Regions from separate parts of the Anas platyrhynchos genome. Here region 2 is linked to region 1. A link is a contact called in public Hi-C data. All regions are on one chromosome and are shown on one strand. The core of a region is the stretch at or near the end of the contact, and the rest is flanking DNA. Distances in the headings are between cores, read along the strand shown. Region 1 overlaps PRPF40A (pre-mRNA processing factor 40 homolog A). Region 2 holds the start of STAM2 (signal transducing adaptor molecule 2).

Region 1 (6,372 bases), core at 1,857-4,356:
GTTTTTAAATGTACAGATATTTTGCTACAAAATTGGTGCAGTTTTTTATGGTTTTTACACTTCTCTTTTATTCCCACTTTAGCCTCTGGGTAATATTGTAAATATTGTTTAAAAAAATGCATCAGCCTGTGCTATACAATCTGAATGTTATTTTAACTTATAGTTTTTGTTTTTATATTTAACTAAATGGACAGTTTGGGGCTCAGTTACCACATTGACCTCTGCTTACCTATTTACAGGAAGTTTACTTTAAAACTGCCACCTTCTTGCATTTACAGCAACATGTACTTGACATGCTAAAGAGAACATGCCACATGGCCTCTTTCTTCACTGCTTGTGACAGAAGAGTGTTTGAATCTGTGTAAAAAATTTGGCAATTAATTTAATAATTTGGTAGTCAAACAGTTGAAACCAGTAGCTTTCATATTCTTAAGCTCAAAGGTATTTTTTTAAAACTTCAGACAAAAATTCTCATTCAACTGGACTCTAACGCTGGCATGTTCTCTTTAATATTTTTCTAGTAATAGACCTGCTTCTTAGCAATATTAGAAATGTTTTATAAAAGCAGTTCATGTTACTTTCCTGGTCTGTTCCTGGCATAAGATCAAATAAACTATTTACACTACTAGCCCGCAATCCAGGCTTTTTGGGCTGTGTGAGCTGTTCAGTGCCCCTGCTCCTGGTGCTGCCGGTGGGCACGGCCACGGTGTGCTGCAGCCTACACCTGGCTTCAGCTCAGGGCTGGGTTTTAAAAAGAAAAAGGACCAAGAAGGAAGGAAGAGTGGGTCTTTGGGGCAGTTGGAGACTGGACAAGGCTGGAAGCGAAGCACCGAGGCCAGTTCGCCCTCCCCGGCCACCATCCTGCCCAGGCAGAGCCTCCTCTTGCAGTGGGTGCCCCCAGCAGCACTTGACTCATGCAATGCCCACTGAATGCACAGCGCTGCTGCCCACCGGCCCCAGCACCTCAAATATTCCTCTTGTGCTTCACTATGGCCTCGCCCAAGGCCCCAGGTCCCTGCACGACACAGCCTGCGGTAGGAAATACCCAGCACAGGAACACGGCCGTGCCCCCAGCAGCCGCTCTGCAGCAACTGCCAATAATCACCAGTCAGCGGTGGCAAGAGTTTGGCCAGCAAAACACAAAACCCCCACTATTAAAGGCCTAAACTAAAAGAGACAAACTTCATATTTTAGCCAAAATTCAGATTTAATTTTAGAAGGTTTAACAAAATAAATACAGCGGAATGTGGGGGGGGGAGCATGGGGCTGCCAGCCCCGGCCCCCAGGCGGCTCCGAGGGTTGGTTGCCTTCAGGACGGCAGCAAAGCAGAGCAAGTCAAACACAAAGTTAAACATCATCATAGGTAGCCTTAACATTTAAAAATAACTGCTTTTGCTAAAATCCTTTAAAGTTCAAGGCAGAAATGAAGCATTTGAATGCAAAGCATCTTCGTGCTGCCCAGCGGGGAGGCACAGGCAGGGGATCGCCACTGCAGCCTGGACAGGCCAGCAGAGAGGTGAGGCCACAGAAAAGGAGGGAAAAATGAAACAAAACAAAATGCCCACTTAAAAAGTCTTGTCATTTCCCTTAAAATGAAATTATGCCTTACCAGGATTATTTTCTAAAAGCCTCGTTTTAAGATTTTTTTTTGGAAGATCTGATTAATCTGATTAAGAGACGTAAAAAAAAACATCTGATTTTTTAATTATTTTTTTTAATGGAAAAATAAAGGCAAACCTTTTTAAAAGCAGTATTTTCTTAGAAACACATTTTCCTTATGTAAGTTCAGCAAATGCAAGGCATTAGCAAAATACTGTACACAAGTTCTGTGTTTGCAAACCATTATGACCAAACCCTAAATCCGTTCCCCCTGCATTTCCCCATCCCGCATCTATACCAATGTAAAGCCAGTGTAAGACAAGATTTTCAGCTAACCTCATATTCTAGAAATCATTTGCAGTTTATTTTTTTCACTTGGGCATTGCTGCCTGTTCCACTATTTACACATTTCCATCTTAAAATACAAATCCAGGGAAGTGAGCTTACAAGGGTAACAAAATACGTGGGTGAAGTCGCTGCTGACCACGCGCAGCCCTGGGAGCGCCGAGTCCCCTCTCCGCTTCATGCTGCCGGGGAGCGGCCTGGAGCAAAGCCCCCGCCAACGTTTCAGGCTGCAGCTTCCCACATTTGACACAACCATTTCACTGTAATGAAGGAAATACCACACATCCTGCTGCCCAAACCCCTGCATTTATGTAAGTGATGGGCAGTGAGTGGGGGATGAGCAATTAATGCTCAGCTGGAAAGCAGCAATACCACAACGGGCCCTGGACTGACCCTCATCTCCATACCAAATCATCTCAGTTAAAAAAAGTTATCATTTCCTGCTAAATAGATCAGCTGTCTCCAGCATTTTGCATTTCAAATGACTAATTCTGATCTCGAGCAGTATTCTTAAGAAGCCTGAGTCACGTAACCACCCTAGCAAGAAAATGCGCTGCATGAATTGGACCTTTGGGGTTATTTTTGTGCTAGTAACAGCTGTCATACATTAGGAAAAAATGCACTGAAAACAGAGCTAAACTCTAAATACAGCCTTCAAGTATTTTTGTGTGAGCATACATTGCTTAAATCCAAGAACCAGAAGATAGCAATTTATCAGAGCTGTACACAGTATTTAAAACTAGAAATAAATACTAGTACACACTAGGAGACAAGGTTTAATAATTGATAAAAATGTACAAAAATATTCCAATCAAACGTTTCAGAATGTGTACCACAGCAGTCACTGCTTGTCGCTGAACTTTCCTAAGAGCAATCAGAAAGGAGACGGAGCTCAAGCTTCTTCCTTTTCCCTTTTTAAGGAAGGGTTTAGCACACACTGAGCTTCTAGACACGGATACTGCAGCTGCTACTGAAAACCCGGTGGTACATTCTTCAGCAGGTTCTTAAGGCAACATACTGAAATTAATTTACAGGATTTTTATTTTGTTTAAGATTTTAACGTGAAGATAAATGCTGAAACAGCTGCAGCTGTTCTGGATCAGGTTTTACACTAATACAAAGGGCAGCTGCGAGCAGCAGCACCCTCTGCCGGCACTGCACTGAAGCACCCACTGCGTTTGTCGGCCACATCTGCATTTTATTTACCATAAACATTCGCTTGGAGATGAGACAGACGTGAATCTCAGCCAGGACGTCAGGTCTGCTGCTTCACATAAATGCTCAAAATTGGTTTGGCCAGGAATGTAGTTCATAAAAAACCAATTCCAAGATCTGATTATTTTTGCAGTAAAGATGAAGAAAGGGATTCATTACTCCCCTTCCATTGCCTTCCCCTTTCAAAAATAAAACCAAATTCATAAGACAAATTAAGCCACAAGAAACTATATTAAAAATCTTTCTAAAAAACGAAATTTTACCTGCCTACATTGGCCAGGAGAGACAGTGTTACTACCTTTCTAGGAAGGACCGTACTTAGGAGATGCTTTGCTAGAAAGGTGCCAACACTTTCCTTAGCCTGCAGACAAGATCCAGCAAGAACTGAAATGCCTTCCACCGTGTTGTTCCCTTCAAAGGGCTCTCTCCATGGCGAGCAGAACACACATTCTGCCTAGCAGGTCAAGGACAGACATTCAACTTGTAACTCAGAATTTCGTTCACTTTTCTAGATTTGATGCCCGTAATAATAGTACTTGAATGTATTTAGGTGGTCAGATTAAAACCCACTGTTATTCCAACAATGGAACTCAGGATATCAGAACCCACATCCTGAATCAGACATTGGTTTCTTTTATTATGCCACAATGTAAACATATTTGGTATAAATAACGTTCTCATTGATCTTCATCCAGTTGTTCCAAAAGAGTCCGCCTCTGTTTTTCCAGCTCCCCTTCGCTCAGTTCACTGCCTGAAGTATCCCAGTTACCCTGCAGAGAGAAAAAAGGCTAATGGTGAGTGATTTATTTTCCACGCTTTGTTCTCTGGCTGAGGCACAGCAGGGGCCCCCTGTTAGCCTCCTAACCCTAATGCAGCGCGTTAGGGAACGCTCTGCACTGAGGCTCCCAGCTGAAGCCCAGGCTCTCTGAGCACGAGAACCCCCCAGAACCTACCCTGTACAGCACACACCTGTCTGCAGTTGTTCCTGCACAGGATTTTCCAGCAGGACTTCTCTACAGACACCTTACTGATAAAACACATTCAAGAGCAGTGTTTCTGGTGCCCCCTGATGCCTGTAAGCCCTGCAGTGTTTAAGCCACCTCCTCACGGTCCCAGCGCGCTGCTCAAAGCCCCGCGAGCTGCTCGGTGCCTCTCTCGCAGGGCGTTCAGGCAGCAGCAGTCACAACAAGAGGCGGGGAGGGAAAGAGGGACATTGCAAGCTAAGCTGAGGTCCTCCAGTAGACAATGACCACTTAATCACACCTGAGTTCATGTTCGCATTCAGCCACATAATTGGGTTTTTCAGCGGCGTTCAGATGAGGCCAAAGCAGCTTATTTTAAGGAGATAATGCAGAGAGCAGCCATCTGCCCTCCCACCTCCCCAGGGGAGGCAGAGCATGTGGGGCGCTATCCAGAAGGACAGCGCCATCAGCACCACCCAGCTAACCACAGCACGGCAGATGATTCCCACAAAGACACCCCGAGAAGCTGATTCCTCCCCCCTAATTATTTTTTTTCATTAGGAAATGTTTGCACGTCTTTGAAAACACTGTCCTAAACATTCCAAAACCAGTTCCATGCAGCACCACCACAGCAGAGAGCAAGATCCCAGTTACAAGTACACTGCTGTACGATTTTCCAGCTTGAGAAGTGCAAGAATTTAGATTTTCTTCCCGTATCAGGCTACCACCACTCAGCACAGCAATTGCTACCTGAACAGTGACAAGAGGACTAAAATTTTAGAATGGAAGAGCCCCACAATCAGTCAGATCTTTACCCAGCTGTGCTGCTCATTTTCCTTTGAGATCAATTTGGCAAATTGGATGGAAAACCAGAAAGGCAGTCTAATCATAAATAGCACTTTGTCACAGTATGGACTGTGCTCCAGTACGGTCTATAAAATAATGTGCCTCATTCACACTTTACATCACCAGCAACAAACAGCATTTAGCCAAATAATTTCACACATCAATAACTAAACACTAAGTGAGGGCACAGAGTCTGCATGGCTCAGCTTTGGCTGAACATTCAGTCTTTTTATATATGGAGTGGGAACATAAATAAAGCTTTAGCACCTTACTTAAAGGTAAACCTGTTATGACCCTTTAAAATTGCATACTATAGCAACCCACTGATACATAAAGCCCAAAGGCATTACATAAGAAGGAAATAAGAAAGCTTACAGAATCTTTTCCAGGTCGTTTTTTAGTCGGAGATTTATGTTTTGATTCAGATCTTTGTCTAGCTCTATCCTTTTCACTTTCTCTCTCTCTTTCTTTTTTGTCTTTGTCTCGTTCAATATCTGATTCTGGTGAATCCTTTGTAAACAAAGGGAAAATATTAAATATTAATATTAACCGTGTTAGATATTAGTTTACAGAATACCAACACTTCAGAGAAGTCCGACTTCATTTTAACATAGGCCATATTAGAAAGAAACTGCTTGAAGCGGTTACTAGTTTAACACATCCTATTAACCAGGGCAGAAACAAGCCATTTCAAATCACATTACTAAAGTGATTTGAAAAGAAAAGGAGAGAGATTTAAGAAAAACCATTTACCATTTTCAATGCATGCTAAGACAGGGCACGCTGGGTGCCATACAATAATCTCTTCCATACACAAATGCCATTCCTTTAACAAGATTTTTTCCTGCTCCAGCAGGGGGATTGGACTAGGTGATCTTTCAAGGCCCCTTCCAGTCCCTGACATTCTGTGATTCTGTGATCTCTGGAAAGGGTGAAGGCTGGTACACATTTTTTTCTGCTAACACAGTTGCTTTGCTGTATTTGACTGCTTTAATGCTGCTGGGCTTTTATTGGACTGAGGGATTAGGTGCTGCAACCGTGCTTTCGTTCTGCTTCATCCCAGTGTTACTAAGCTTATGTGAACCTGTCTGTGTTGTTATCCATTAGTACTAACGTGTTACTCAGTGCCTAACAATCAGTATCCCCACTCTTTGTGGATGCTGTCTATCGAAGGGCACAGCTACCTGCTCAGAAGTTACAGAAACAAAAGAATAGATCAGTTTCAAAAAGCTTTGCAGCAACAAGGAGTCCAGAGACACCAACTTCTTTCTTTACCCAACACCCAAATATTTTACCCAAAAATATTCTTTGGCCTCAACTGATACAGAGTGAACAAAAAGCTTTCTGCTCTTTAGGTTGTTTTGATGCTCCAGCACTTCTGATGTCAGAGCTTCTAACCCAACCC
Region 2 (6,372 bases), core at 2,338-4,837, 120 kb before region 1:
GAGCCCATAAACTTTGTGGGGAAAAAGCAGCATAAACACTTCTCCTTGCATGTACACAGCTGTGTGCCAAAGGCAGCTCCCTCCTCCTGGACCCACGCACGCTGTTCCACGGGCAGACACAGTCCCACTGCCTGCCCTGCAGCAGCCTCGCACAGCTTCTGAGGTTTCCTTCCTTGCCAGCAGGATGGATTCATGGATTAGCAGCATCTGCCTTCGCGCTTTGCATGAGCTCCAGCTGAGGAATCATCTTGGAGAATAACTATCCTGCAGATGCTGAGACAGGGACTTGGATCAGAGGAAGCAGATGTGGGAAGATGCCTTCTCCAGGGCTCCTTCAGTGCTAGGAGAAAAACTTGCAGCGAGGGGAAATGAGCAAGGCAGGTTGCTGACAGCTCGCCCTCGCTGCTGCCCAGCGCCCAGCCTTCACCTGCAAAGTGTTTTCTTATTCTGCCCTGAGCTTGCCAACAATGCCAAACAACATGTCAGCTAAAAAAAATAAATACTCAAAAGCAATATTTTTTTTTCCCGTGTCAGTTTTTATACTAGAAACAGAGAAAGCCAAGCAGTCACACGTGGACTTCGCGCAAGGAGCCTTCCAGCTTGGTGTGCCATTAGTTAAAGCCCAATCAGTGGAACGACAGCCTTCTAGAGCATGATTTGCCTCCAAAATGTATGCAAAATAAAATCTTGTAGGCACAATCAATCTTGCATCTGGAGTGTTACACAACACCACTCTAAGTTTGTAAGAACAGAGCCAGGGTAACAAAAATTAAAGGCTAAAACCTGGAGGACAATCCTGACTGCTGGTTTTTGGAACCACAAAAACAAATTTCTGTAAACCTGAAACTTAGCCCCACACCTTTTGCTGTTTACCTCGCCTTCGCCTACCCAGATTAGAGAGGAGGCAAAGAAGTCATCTAGCTTTGCCTTAATGAGCGATTATGAAGGTGATCACTGTGCTCACGACGCTTGCACTTGCAGTAAGGCAGCGCGGTCCAGTTGGTCCTCGCTGAAAGGCAGCCCTGGTTGGAAGGACCCTGGGTAATTAACTGAATGACTCTGGGTAATTAACTGAATGACCCTGGGGAAGGAGTGGCAGAGGGAAAGCACCCGGAGTCAGCAGGCCAACAGCCTGAGAAGCAACCAGCACTGACTGTCGGTCTGGGAGCCCTCAATAACCACCTCCTGTATCAGACATGGAACTGCAGCTCCACGGGCCAGGAAGCTGAGTCACCCAGATGAAGGTAAGGTCTGCGGGCTGGAAAAGATTTAAAGAAGTGAAAGAGAAAGATCTAAGCCAGAATGACACCAAAACTCGCAATCAGCTTGTCCTCAAGCATCTGCAAGACCTTAGACCAAGCGCTGAAGCAAGAATTATCACTGGGAAATGAAAGGGGAGGTGCTGAGGAGACACAGGTGGCCGTTCCCAGCGAGGCCACCTTCCCTGGGGTTAATTTAAGCACCAGCTGCTCCGTTTGGATGGCAGGGAGGAATTTCAGGGGAAGCCACGTGCAAGCTGTCAGCCACAGCTCCTGGCTCGCTCCATGAGGTGAGGAAGGCGAGCTGGGACATACAGCACTCCCAGGGCGGGGAGCGTTCCCTTCCTGAGCGCCTCCAGAATCGCTCTGGAAATCAATGCTGCGACCCCTGGCTGACACCGACCGCGGGAGAAGGGTCAGGAGGAAGCCAGCAGAAAGCTAGGAGGTGTCTCCCATGGAAAGGAAGAGCAAAGCACTGTGTAAGGAGGAACGTAAAGCAATCAGGGCTGGATTACACAGCCAAAGGTGACTGTAGGACAGAACACAAACTCAATTAAAGATCCTCCTAGAAACGTGAGCTCGGTGGCTGGAAACCAGAGCAGAACGACAGGCACACCAAGTCCTGGCACAAGAGGACGCAGGCCACCAAGAGAAAGCAGCACAAAGAGCAAACAGCCCCAGAACCAAACACCCCAGCGAAGGACAAGGAAACAAATCTCCAAGCTACCACCAACCCGTGACACTGCGGGCGGGTCTGAGAGTCATTCGAGCTACACAAATACTTCCTGCTCCCCTGCTGCTGCTACCAACCTTATGACAGCAGGCCAGCTGCTGGAAAGCTGAGGAGGCACAGACCTCTTCCCTGCTGGAGGAACAGCTACTTGAGAGACGAAGGCTGTGTGGCAGCCAGGGTTACGCTGGAGGACAGCACGTGCGAGTGAATGACCTACCAGGAGCATCAGGCAGGAAATTAAATCGCTTCTAACCCTGTGAAGGACTCAAGGGCTGGGCTAGAGAACCAGCTGAAGGAAAGCAAACTTCTCCGAAACTAGCCCAGAGGTTACAGGAGAGCTACAGGCAGCAGCCAGGAGCTGGGACTGCAGGCAGCCCTGCATGTTTCGCACCACAAAAACAAAGCCAGCTGTGGCAGAGTGAGGGAGTGTTTATCTACACTTTCTAGAGGTGCCCTGAGCAAACCACAGTATGAAACGTGTGGTCCAGGCAGATAGCTGCATTGACCCGACTTGTCGCTGCTCCCAGCAGTGGGGCCCTGCTCCTCCCTTGGGCCTTTTCGGGGCAGCCCTGCCCCTTGTTTTCACCAGCACTTTGCAGCCCTTGATGTTTTAAATCGCCAAATTCCCAAAGTCATCACCTTCACAGATGATCCAACATGTCAGCCAAACAGCTCTGTGAAATAAGCTTTGTGCCAGAACGCCTGAGTTAAAGCAGCTCAGAGGGGAGTTCAAAAAAATCCGTGTGGAGGGAACACGGGAAAGGAGCTCTCCTTCCCTGCAGCACCAGGACGTCAGCTGGGCTCACCTACGTGCTTGGTACCTACCTTATTTCTTAAGCAAAATGAAGAAAAAACAGTAACATAGGAGTTAAATCCTGACAGAAGCAGTACGTGCAAGCAGTTATGGTCTGCATGTATAGCACAAAGTTTAAGAAAGAACAAGTGCACAGCCTGCCACCTTTACAGCCCTATAGGAAATACACTGCTATAAAAATATAACGTATAGAAGAATACTCCTAGAGCGTTTGGGTTTGGCCATGAACACTGCACCTCAGCCTACAGCCGCAGCCTGACGGCAACCACAGCCCCGACCCTCACCGCTACCTTCTCCCTTTCCTCTTCCGGCACCCATGAGCCAGCACTGCCTTTATTTTCGCTCATTTTCCCTCAGAAAGCCGCACACCGGCGCGCAGCGGGGCTGAGGCAGCGCCCCGGGGCCCACCTCCCCCCGCCACCAGGCCTCGCTCCGCCGCGGGGCCTCGGCCGCGAGCTCCCCGTCCCCCCCACCGCCTCCCCGCGCCTCCCGGGCGCTCTCTCACCCACGTCCTGCTCGAAGGGGTTGGCGGCGAACAGCGGCATCGCGGCGGCGGCGCCCCCCGGGCCCGCTCCCCTCCTCCTCCTCCTCCGCCGCCGCCACAGCACCGGGCAGCGCCCGCCCCGCCGCGAGGCCCCCGCGGCTGTCCCGCGCCGCGCCTGACTGCGGCAGGCAGGCACGCACAGGGGCAGCCCGGCACCACGGGGTCCTCGCGGCGGTGCTGGGCGGAGGGCGAGCCCCCGGTGCACAAGCCACGCCCCCTCATTTGCATAAACCACGCCCCCTCTATCGCTAGGCCACGCCCCCCGCTGCTGGTGTGGCGTCACGCGCGGGCGCCATCTTGTGGCGGTGCGGGGCCGGGGCGCTGCCCCGCCGCCATGTTGGCTGCCCCCCCGGGCAGGGTTACTGGGCACTAATTTAACCCCTCAGCTATAGGATAAAAGCCCAAAGGTTTATAAAAGCACAAAGTACAAAGCTAAGGGGCTCAAGGTGCTCTGTGGGGTCTGGGGTGATCCGGGCAGGCGGTCTATGAGGTCTTTCAGGTCCCTCAGAGCCCCCCGGTGTTGTGCTCCGTGAGGGGCGCACCCCCCCTGACGGGATCGTGAGGTAAAATTAAGGCTATCTATCGGAATGTAAAGGAATCGTGAGGAAATAATTAAAGGTTATACACCAGAAAGTGAGATTCACTGGAAGAACATGCCGATATTCCTTCAGGAAGGGAGGCGGCGCCTGCACCTCAGCACGCTGGGTGCCAACGGCGCCTGGTGCTGCAGGCACACGGTGCCCCGGGGCTGGCAGAGCCCAGCCGAGCCTTAACCGAGCAGTAACCGAGCCGTGCCGAGCCGTGCCAGGCCGCCCGAAGGCTGCAGGGGGCGCCGGCAGCTCGCTGAGGCGAGGCGGGGAGGCTCCGTGGCCGGGCAGCACCGGGCGGCGCCTCCCCCTCCGCCTGCAGGTCGCTAACTGCACCGAAACTCGGGGTTTCAGTCAGAAAATCGGCCTTGGATGCTTTCTCTGTTTCCTGAAGCAGCGCAGTGTTGTCTCTGTCAGCGGGACGCTGCACCTGAGGGCTGCCCGGCTTCCAGAGGTGAAGGATTTCAGGGGAAGGACCACCAGTGCCCAGCCCCTCGGCTTCCAGCAGCTGTGCACAGAACAGAAGCGTCTGCGGAGCCCCTGCTCCAGGTGACAGCACAACCAAAGCCACGGGACGCTTCCCCATGGCTCCTAATCAACTTAAGTTCCTCGGTAAATAATTAAATCCGCAGGAATAACAAGACATGGGAGGAGAAAAGGAAAAAAAATGGGGCTCTGCCAATTATTTGAGTCCTGCAGGAACAAACTGTTCATGAAGAACTCCTAGGGAGCCCTAGAGAGGAGGGCAGAAAAACAACTCTAAAAAAGTCACTTCTGAACCCATTTCTCCAGACCAAAGCTGGCAGCAGCGAGCAGGCCGTGCCCACCTGCAGCCCTGCTATCAGCCACAGCTCGGCTTCTCCTCGCTCGGTGCTGCCCTGGCACACATCAAAGGGGCCTGCTCCCAGCTTCCCCCGTCACTTTTACAACAGTGCGCTGTCATAATATTTAATTTCAAGCCTTGGCTTTTATAACACACGTGTTGAAGGACAATTAATATTGTCCAAAATGTTTGCTTTTAACGAACTTGGGGAGCACTTAGGGAGCTTTCTCCTGCTGCCTAAAAGCCCAGAAGTGACTTGCTAAGACTTTGGGCTTTGTTTTGTAGCTGACTGGGCTCTCTGTATTTCCCCAGCTGCCCCCTGGTTGACTTGCCAGTTTTTGTGGTTTACTGAAATATTTTTTGCTCTTTTTCTACTGCTCTCTCTCCCTTGGTGCTCTGTGTAGGAGTCGCGCAGACAGAGAAACCGATTAAGCAGAGAAATGCTGAAAATAATTCTGCTAAAGCATTTCAAGATGTCCACGCGAAGGTTCTCTCCCCCTCAGCCCTTCTGATTTTCCTGGTAGGTGAGGCTTGTGCCGAGGGAGGCTGGAGAGCAGCACACTCTCGAGTGCTCGCCTTCTGCATTCCTACTGCTTTCTGCTCAGCAGCTGAGCAGACCTCGTGTCCCTCGTGCCCTTGCATGCGAGGAGCCTCTGCTTGAAACAAGCATGGAAAAGCCTGAGCGCTTTTACGAGTGACTTCTCCTTTATGCGCTGCCTGATGCCACTTAGATGCAACATGCCCTCCCTGCTTAAAGACTTTGATCCATTACTGTTAAACTTTTTTTGGCTTTTGTTACGCAGCTTAAGCATTCAAGTTGCCTCATGCAGGCACTTAGGCGCTTTTTCATGCGTGGTTATTGCAGTACACTTGGAATCGAGCTGCTATTAACGGAAATAGATTATTTTTTTCCAAGGAGAAGTTGTATTTCCTTGTACCTGCTGTTTCACGGCGCTGTTTGCCTTTCAGCTGCCTCCCCTGACGAGCCCCAAAGGCCAAAGGGCTTGCGCTCGGCATGCTGGGGCTCCTCGAGCTGCACCCCTTCACATCGCACAAATCCCAGAGGGTTTCACCCCGAGGAATCCTGCTGGGGCTGCTTGGTGCTTTCCAGAGCTGCGACTGCAAGCGCAGAGCTCGCTGCTGGGCACCAAGGCTGCGCGTTGTGTGGGGTGCTCGTCCCAGCTCAAGGCTGAGCATCTGGCCACACTCACCGTGCCCTGAAGCATGTAATTAGCAGGGCAGCACAGAGCACACAAACGAACATTTTTAATTATCCCTGAGCTCCTGCGCCCGCCTGAACGGATGCGGAATGGGAGAGGAAACAGCAGCCGGCCCTGCAGCCGCTGTGTCAGGCGGACGCGGTCACACGTTGAATGTACGCTTAGCCATCAGCTGATGGCACAGCACACAACGCAGCCGGAGGGTACTGCCAGTCCCGTTCCCCTTCCTCAGCAAAAAAATAAACCAAAAGAGTTCATGAGACAGGGACTGGGACAAATGAGCAAGCCCAACAAAATGAGCCCCCATGCAGCGAGCAGCACAGGTTGCTCATTCCAGCTGTGCATTTTCCAGGATTTACCCCAAGCTGCAGGTTCTCTGGTGCTGGAGGAGA

What was found. A called contact is a pair of places that touch in the nucleus more often than the background predicts.
Region 2: a Hi-C map of subcutaneous adipose tissue shows a contact between it and region 1, with 4 times the contacts expected there. The contact joins the promoter of STAM2 here to the enhancer-like site in region 1. A contact is called at or near these places in 4 of 8 Hi-C or Micro-C datasets (liver, skeletal muscle and subcutaneous adipose tissue).

Annotation. Positions count from the first base shown.
Region 1 is chr7:2,087,820-2,094,191 of IASCAAS_PekinDuck_T2T, reverse strand. PRPF40A (pre-mRNA processing factor 40 homolog A) reads right to left here. Exons shown (of 26, transcript XM_027459533.3): 25 at 5,343-5,477; 26 at 2,705-3,929. The coding sequence ends at 3,837. FMNL2 (formin like 2) reads left to right here. Exons shown (of 27, transcript XM_038182398.2): 27 at 1-628. Among named protein-coding and RNA genes, the nearest start is that of PRPF40A, 21 kb to the right of the region's middle. Within about 2 kb of position 3,106, at least 3 of the 8 cell types and tissues checked have an H3K27ac peak or open chromatin away from gene starts, as enhancers often do. A contact at or near this core is called in subcutaneous adipose tissue, where this site is marked.
Region 2 is chr7:2,203,330-2,209,701 of IASCAAS_PekinDuck_T2T, reverse strand. It overlaps STAM2 (signal transducing adaptor molecule 2), which reads right to left and starts at 3,587. Exons shown (of 14, transcript XM_027457605.2): 1 at 3,293-3,587. The coding sequence starts at 3,578.